Linked DNA regions of Pan troglodytes: region 1 is linked to region 2. The links are chromatin contacts, called in public Hi-C maps. All regions are on one chromosome and are shown on one strand. Each heading gives the region's core, a stretch centred on a gene start, on an enhancer-like site or on the middle of the called end of the contact. The rest is flanking DNA. Distances are from core to core; before and after follow the strand shown. Region 1 holds the start of CEP152 (centrosomal protein 152). Region 2 holds the start of FBN1 (fibrillin 1).

What was found. Hi-C and Micro-C count contacts between places; a contact is called where the count stands out from the background.
Region 1: a contact with region 2 is called in a Hi-C map of stem cell-derived neural progenitor cells, with 2.5 times the contacts expected there. The contact joins the promoter of CEP152 here to the promoter of FBN1 in region 2. A contact is called at or near these places in 1 of 7 Hi-C or Micro-C datasets (stem cell-derived neural progenitor cells) and 1 of 1 datasets of contacts at active chromatin or transcription factors (stem cell-derived excitatory neurons).

What each region holds. Positions count from the first base shown.
Region 1 is chr16:40,797,062-40,800,786 of NHGRI_mPanTro3-v2.0_pri, reverse strand. CEP152 (centrosomal protein 152) reads left to right here and starts at 2,077. Exons shown (of 27, transcript XM_523070.7): 1 at 2,077-2,486.
Region 2 is chr16:40,630,196-40,633,609 of NHGRI_mPanTro3-v2.0_pri, reverse strand. It overlaps FBN1 (fibrillin 1), which reads left to right and starts at 1,607. Exons shown (of 66, transcript XM_001149266.6): 1 at 1,607-1,740; 2 at 2,365-2,709. The coding sequence starts at 2,546.

The sequences.
Region 1 (3,725 bases), core at 828-3,327, 170 kb before region 2:
GCCTTTCCTATTCTCCCAGGCTTAAAGCTCTTCTATGGACCACCTCCTTCCTGCCTTCTTCTCCAGACTTACCTCTAAATGTAAGATTCCTGCACTTTTGCTGGTCTGGCCTTTAAATTGCACTCATGCTAATCAACTGACCTGTTGAGCTCTCTCCTTCTCTTCTTCCTTGAACCTGCCTTGATAGATTCATCTTTAGGTGTTCACTTTCCCTAGAATTATTGCCTATTATACTCTTATTACACTTAGTAAACAATTTTTATTATTATTTATTTTTCTACGTAAGCATCTTGTAACTCAGAGTGTTGGTACCTTGAGCATAGGGGTCCTACCCTGCACCTAGGCCAGGACTTAAACAGGATAGGTGGTCAAAGAAATTCAGTTGAATATATCCATAACTCCACCAAAAACCATTTTTAGAGGCATGGCAGGATGGGAGGTTGATTTATTCTTTATTTTCCCTCTTTGTCACATATATGCTAGTCTCACTAAAATATTTTGTATGTAGTGATGAGCTCTGGGTTTGGAGATAAAGGACCTGGTTTCAGATTCTGTCTGCCTTGTATTAGCTGTGTAGCCTTGGACAAGTCATTTAATTTATTTTTATGTAAGTTTCTTCAACTGGAAAATGGGTAGGAATACCTGTCCTAACCCCCCACAGTGTTGTAGTGAGAACCAAATGAGATGATGCTTGTGAAAGAATTTACCAATCTGTAAAGCACTGTGTAATGGATTATAAACACTGCCTCCTCATGTGCTTCCCCTGACACGTTTTATGCTTTCATCCTTCTAAGAAGCAGTTGTTTGTGCATGGGGATCACATGGCATTCTTGCTGCAGCACTCCATCATAACCCTCAGCACAGAATGCAACATACAGTTTGCCAATCGACTTCAGTGGGATGTGAAAAGTGAAAAGTGCATTTAATTCTCACTAAGATGCCTTGGCTCAGATTCAACAAATGCCATTTACTTGAAGGCCTTTTATTTGCTTTTTCTGCCCGCCCCCCTGCCAAAATCTTCATCTATTTGTTCATTTATTCATTTACTCATTTAACATAATTGTTTTGAGTGCCTACCAGGGTTATGTTAGACACCCAAGAAGTAAAGTGAGTACTTCAAGATATTCACATTGTACTGAGTGTAACAGACACACAAAAACTTACAGTAGATATAAGAACTATAATAGGATATATAGGATACACTGTGTACAGAGGTAGGAAAGATCATTTTTGCAAAGTGAGGGAGTGTGTGTCATGAAAGGCTTCAAAGGAGGTGCTAGTCTGTCTTCAAAACTAAGTAGCAGGAGAAGTAAGGTAGAGGCGATGCAGGTGAAAGAAACAGCTTTCACAGCAGGTGAAAGAAAAAAAGCGCTCTGGGAACCATTGTTAGCTCAGCCTGTGATTTCATTCATTCTATTACAGTGGGTTAAATTACCTGTTGTTTGCCAAACCCTATACCAGTTTATGGGGTTACAGGGGTCAGTGTAGGCATCATGGGGGCGGACGGTGAAGTAGCAAAGGAAAACCAGCCACATTATGAAGAGCCTCGAACAACCATTTTACTCCGTGCCAGTACACATGGGAAAGGGTTGAAAGGATATGTGAACCTGCCGCCACCAATTCCTTGATTATTCACTGGAACCCTTTCAGCCAGAGAAGATAGACACAGTACTGGGCTTTACTGAGGACTGGGTGGCGCTGTCTTTAGGGGCAGGTTAATAATATACACCTAAGTGACAAGAACACTCACACCCGAGGAAATTAGAGTAGTAAATAGACACGTGGAAAAATGTGCCATCTTATCAGTAATTAAAGAATCAAAAATGTAAACAAAGCGGCACCTAGTAAGGTAGAAGACAAAGCAAAATATCTAAGGCTGTTAAATAATGGGGAAGCAGGCGCCTTAGAAAACAAGGGCAAATGTAAAAAACCTCTAAGGCAAGAGTTCGGTGGGGAATCTGCGGGATTCTGTGTGCTGAAGCGCAGGAGGCACGAGTCACCTTTGCAGTCTCCGGTACCAAACGGGCAAGGGGTCCCCGTAAGACTGCTGCACCCTGGCCGAAGGTAGCGGGTGAAGCGCCTCGGCGTCTCTAGGCAACCGATCAGCCCGCCCACTCCGGGGTAACTTCCTCGTAATTGGCTCTCGAATCCACCAATGGGCGCACAGGGGGAGCTTCCCGCCACCTCTGGCGCCCGCTTTCAAACAGCCGTACTTTGCAACTGCAGGCGGACTTCTCAACCAAGCTTGAGGAAGGCGGAGACTTCTGCCTCCTCGCTCTGCCCCGAGCCGGCACGGCTCCGCCCACCGGGCGAGCTTCTAGTCGGCGATTGAAGGAGGCGAGTGCTCCTTAAGGGCCTCCGCCCCGTGAGTTCGGTTGTGACTAGGAAGGAGCTAGTGGACTAGAGCCAGGGTAAGGGGATGGGCTAGAAGTTGGTCTTCCGCCAGGACTAGAGTTTCCTAGCGGTAACAGCCTCCGTGGCCTCCGGTAAGTTCTGATCCACGGGTGGGCTTGGACCTGGGGTTAGAGGAGTTGCGGGGTCCTCGGGATGCTGGCTGAGGGTTCCTGGGGGTGCTGACCTGCCCCCTCCCCAAATCCCGCGGTGGTGGACTGCCCGTATGTTGCGGGCTCAGCTTTTACCTTTAACGTGTCATTTAGACCTCTTCATTCCTCCAATATCCTACTTAGAAGTGACATATGGGAAGCCCGCCTCGTTTCCAGGCTGCTGGGGTCGCCCTGAGACCCTACTCTGCGGACCCCGCCTTGGTCACCCTGGCGTCACGCCTGGCTCACAGTAGGTGCTCTGTGCACGTGTGTTGACCGAGTACAAGTGACGCTGGCACCCGAAGCCAGCAGCCCCGGGCATCCTGGGCCCCGTGCGGCTTTGGTCATGTTTGTAGTGCCGTAGCTGACGCCAAACAGTTCCTCAAGGTCATTCGGTCAGCCTGTGGATGCTTATTGTGTGTTAGCATTACTCGCTCCGCTCTCTGGGCAACTTGAATCAATTTGTCCAAAGTGCTGTTATTAGCACTGATCACAAGATGTTGCGATCATTTGTTTATATGTCTATTTTCTTTCCCTCCATCGTGTCCTGTTAAACTTTGTAATCTTGAACAGTGCTTGGTAAATTGTCGAATGAATGAATAAGGTGCCTCCACCAGGTGTTGCAAGTCTAAACCGGGCTATGTGCTCTGGCTGTTTCCATTCTAGAAGGCGAGTTATGTCAGCAAGTAAGTAGAATTTCCCAACTCCCAGTGCAATTCTTAGAAACCCCTTTTGTGGGGGTTTATAACCCTTCCTATATCGTAGTCATGAACTCGAGTCTGATTTAAGCCTATTATCACCTTATACCTTCATAGTGCGTGACAATGAACATGCACTCCCTAGACAGGTGAATGCACTCAACTAAAGAGAAGCTGAAGTTGAAGCCATAAGAAAAGCATAAGAAATACAGTCTGAAAGTGCAAAGGAGTGGCCAGCTCCATGGGGGAACAGGCTTGGGAGGGCATCTTGAAGGAGGGTGGCATTTTTGTTCCATAGGAGGTTGCATTATTAGAAGTGACATTTCTCATAGGCTGCACATTCACCTTTTCTCAGATATGCGGAATCCTCTTTATTCCCTAAACCTCTTCGGTAGCTGGCAGACTCCTATTCGTCAGTAATAATGTCATAATAGTAATAAAACTACAATGTATTGATTGGCACATAGTGCTAATTACTTTACAT
Region 2 (3,414 bases), core at 358-2,857:
CTTTTCACTAAATTGTTGAAGTCAGCCGTGTTCAAATTGTTGAACCTGCCTTGTTAAAATTGTTGAAGTCTAGTTCAACAATGCACTAAGTAGTACACAGTTCGTGCTCAGTAAAAACATCTTGAATGAATGATCTCCTTTACTCAGCCAGGAGTGTGTGACCAAGGCTCTCATTCATGAATCTGCTAAGAGACCTTTTGCAGGTGAGACCTTAAAGTACACCACATACATACTTACAGGACTATGGCTTTAGATCAGCTCATAGTTCCCACAGTTTTACTGTTTCATCTTCATGTATCACAGCAGTTCAGCATGTCCATCATCACCATTACAACCCTGTGTGGTGGACACTACAAGTCCCATCTTATATTTGGAAAGAAGTTGAATAACTTGCCCAGGTCTCTCTACCCTACTGTCTGGGCCCCTTTACAAACGGTTACAAATAAGGAAAATCCCTTTCAACAGGATACATTCCCAGGGTACCTGTTTGTGCTGAGCTTTTATTATTGGCTTGACAGCAGGCTGGTGGCTGCTTGCAGGGGATTTTCTGGGGGTCTCCAGTTACAGCAGCCAGGACCCAGTGTGCGACTTCCGGCCTTCCTAAACTGTTACAGGGTGCAGGCATCATTGGGCATTATCCATATAAGGATGCCACAAATACTATACCTTTCAAAGCCACTAAATTAACTGTGCCGCGCATATCCTGGGGAGAGGCAGCTGTGTGTGGGGGAGGGCGAGGGGACCGGGAGGGTGTAAGTAGAGTCCTCCAGATGAACCCCAGTCTTAATCTGGGCTGGGCAAGAGGACCATCCCTTCACCGCTCCCATCCTAAATCCTAGGTTCCAACATTTACAGGCCCCTGGGTTGGACACCGACTTAGAGAGAGCATCCTGGATTCAGGCCTGGGTGGCTTGAATTGAGCCTCAGAAGAGCCGCGTCTGGAGTGGGCTCTCGACACCCAGGGCAAGTGGGGGCGGCAGAGCCCTCTCCTCGGTCGGCACAGCAGCCTCTGCCGCGGTCCCGGCCTGCGACGCGCCCAGTCTTAGCCTCCTGGCCTCCGGCGTCTGCTGAGTGTCCAGCGGGAGAGGCGCAGGGAGCGCGCTACCGGGAGGCGCGGGCAGCGGGGACTGGTCTTCTCTCGGGCCAGGGCCTCCGGGGCAACCGTCTCCAGCGCGCATTCTTGGTGCAGGTGGAACAGCTTTCTGCTCCGGTAGGGCTTCACCTATCGCGGGAGAGGTTAATCTCGGATCTAAACCTCGCAGCCGCAGAGCGGGCTAAAACCGCTACTCCACCTCTTCCCATTTCTCTCCTCCCCACCTCAAGACAAAAAGTCCCAGGCCGGGCAGGACCTGATCACCTCTGCCTCCTCCCACTGCGCTAATCCTGCGAGCCAGAGGCCCCGCACCGAGGCGGAGGCTGGCAAAGGGGAGTGGAAAGGGAGGATGGATGGGGCCGGGGGGTGGGGTGGTGATGAGGGCGATGAAGGAGGGGGTGTCATTTTCTTTTTCTTTCTTTTTTTTAAAAAAGTATTTCTCTCGCGAGAAACCGCTGCGCGGACGATACTTGAAGAGGTGGGGAAAGGAGGGGGCTGCGGGAGCCGCGGCAGAGACTGTGGGTGCCACAAGCGGACAGGCGGCCACAGCTGGGACAGCTGCGAGCGGAGCCGAGCAGTGGCTGTAGCGGCCACGACTGGGAGCAGCCGCCGCCGCCTCCTCGGGAGTCGGAGCCGCCGCTTCTCCAGTGGGTGCAGCCGGGGTCCCGACGGGGGTCGGGCGGCCACCGGGGCTGGAGCTGCGGCCACGGAGGCTTTTGCGTTTGCGCCGCGCCGAGGGCAGGGACAGGGACTGGGGTGAGGGGCTGTCCCGGAACGTCCACAGCTGGCGCTGGCCCTCCCCTGCCTGACAGCTTCCTGGCCCGGGGCTCTTGGTGCCGGGCTCCGCGTCAGATGTTCGGGGGGCGGTGGCAGCGCCCGGAGTCGGCGGGGACGGCGCGGCTGGCTTCCAGCCTGGCGGAGAGGGCAGGCTGAGGAGTGGGACGTTCAGAGCGCGCATCGCGCGCAATTCGTGCCGCTAAAAAAAATAAACCCAGAGAGCTCGCCCGGGGCTTAGGACCGCTGGGGATATGGGTACTTTGCGCCGCGCTCTTCTGGCGGGGCCCGGGAGGCCGAGGGATCGGCCGGGGCTGCTGCCGCCGGGGGCCTGGGCTTTCCAGCCAGCCGTGGACCAAACGGTCTTCCCTTACCCAAATTAACTGCGCCACGCGCAGGCGGCGCACGGGTTGGGCTTGGGAATGGGGACCGCGAGGCTTCAGCATCCCGATGCCCTGAAAGTCTCCCCGCCTCGGGGATTTGTCTCTGTGTTGCAGCTGGCAGGGGCCGCCTGAAGTGGGAGCAGCGCCTGGAGAAGGCGGGAGGAGCCCGGCCCGGGGGACGGGCGGCGGGATAGCGGGACCCCGGCGGCGCGGTGCGCTTCAGGGCGCAGCGGCGGCCGCAGACCGAGCCCCGGGCGCGGCAAGAGGCGGCGGGAGCCGGTGGCGGCTCGGCATCATGCGTCGAGGGCGTCTGCTGGAGATCGTCCTGGGATTTACCGTGCTTTTAGCGTCCTACACGAGCCATGGGGCGGACGCCAATTTGGAGGCTGGGAACGTGAAGGAAACCAGAGCCAGTCGGGCCAAGAGAAGAGGCGGTGGAGGACACGACGCGCTTAAAGGGTAAAGGAACCGGTTCCCTCCTTTGGTGTGGGTCTCCCAAGTTTCAAGATCCAGAACAACGGGCAGGATGACTCTCCCTGTGGAAGACTCCTTGGCAAGACCTCCTGGGGGCACCTTAGAGGTGCTAGGGTTGTTTAGTCCCCACCCCGTTCGTGGTTAAACTACCTTGCCCCTACTCCCAGAGATTTCTGCCCCAAAGGAGAGGACATGGTTAAATGGAATCTTGGGCCATTGTTGAGGCAGATTTTGGGAGGCGAGAAGAGTTCCTTGGGGAAGAAGGGGAGGAGTTGCGAGTGGGATAAGAGGAGAAGCCCATTCCTTTCCCTGCAATATCAATTCTGGTTGTTTCTAGAGGAAAGTACTTTCCTTGGGGTCATCTTGGTAGATGCTGTATTTGAAAGGGGGCAAGGAAAGGAAGGGATTCCCATGACAGTCAGAGGAGAAATCACACAGTAGTTGACTCTTCCGTAAATTATGCTTATTAAAATTACGGATTGGGTTTTCTGGGCAATGCTTCCTTTAGATGTCTACATTGGAAGCAGAACAGGGCAAGTGGTTCTGAGAACTGGTTTTTTGAGTTGTGTGGGGCTCTCCGTTTCACTGCAGCAGTAAGGCTGCTGTGGCCGGCCTTGAGGGAGTATTTTTAACTAGTGGTGTTTGTGTTGTGTACATGCAATTGACCATTTCACTGGCTTCCCATGCCGC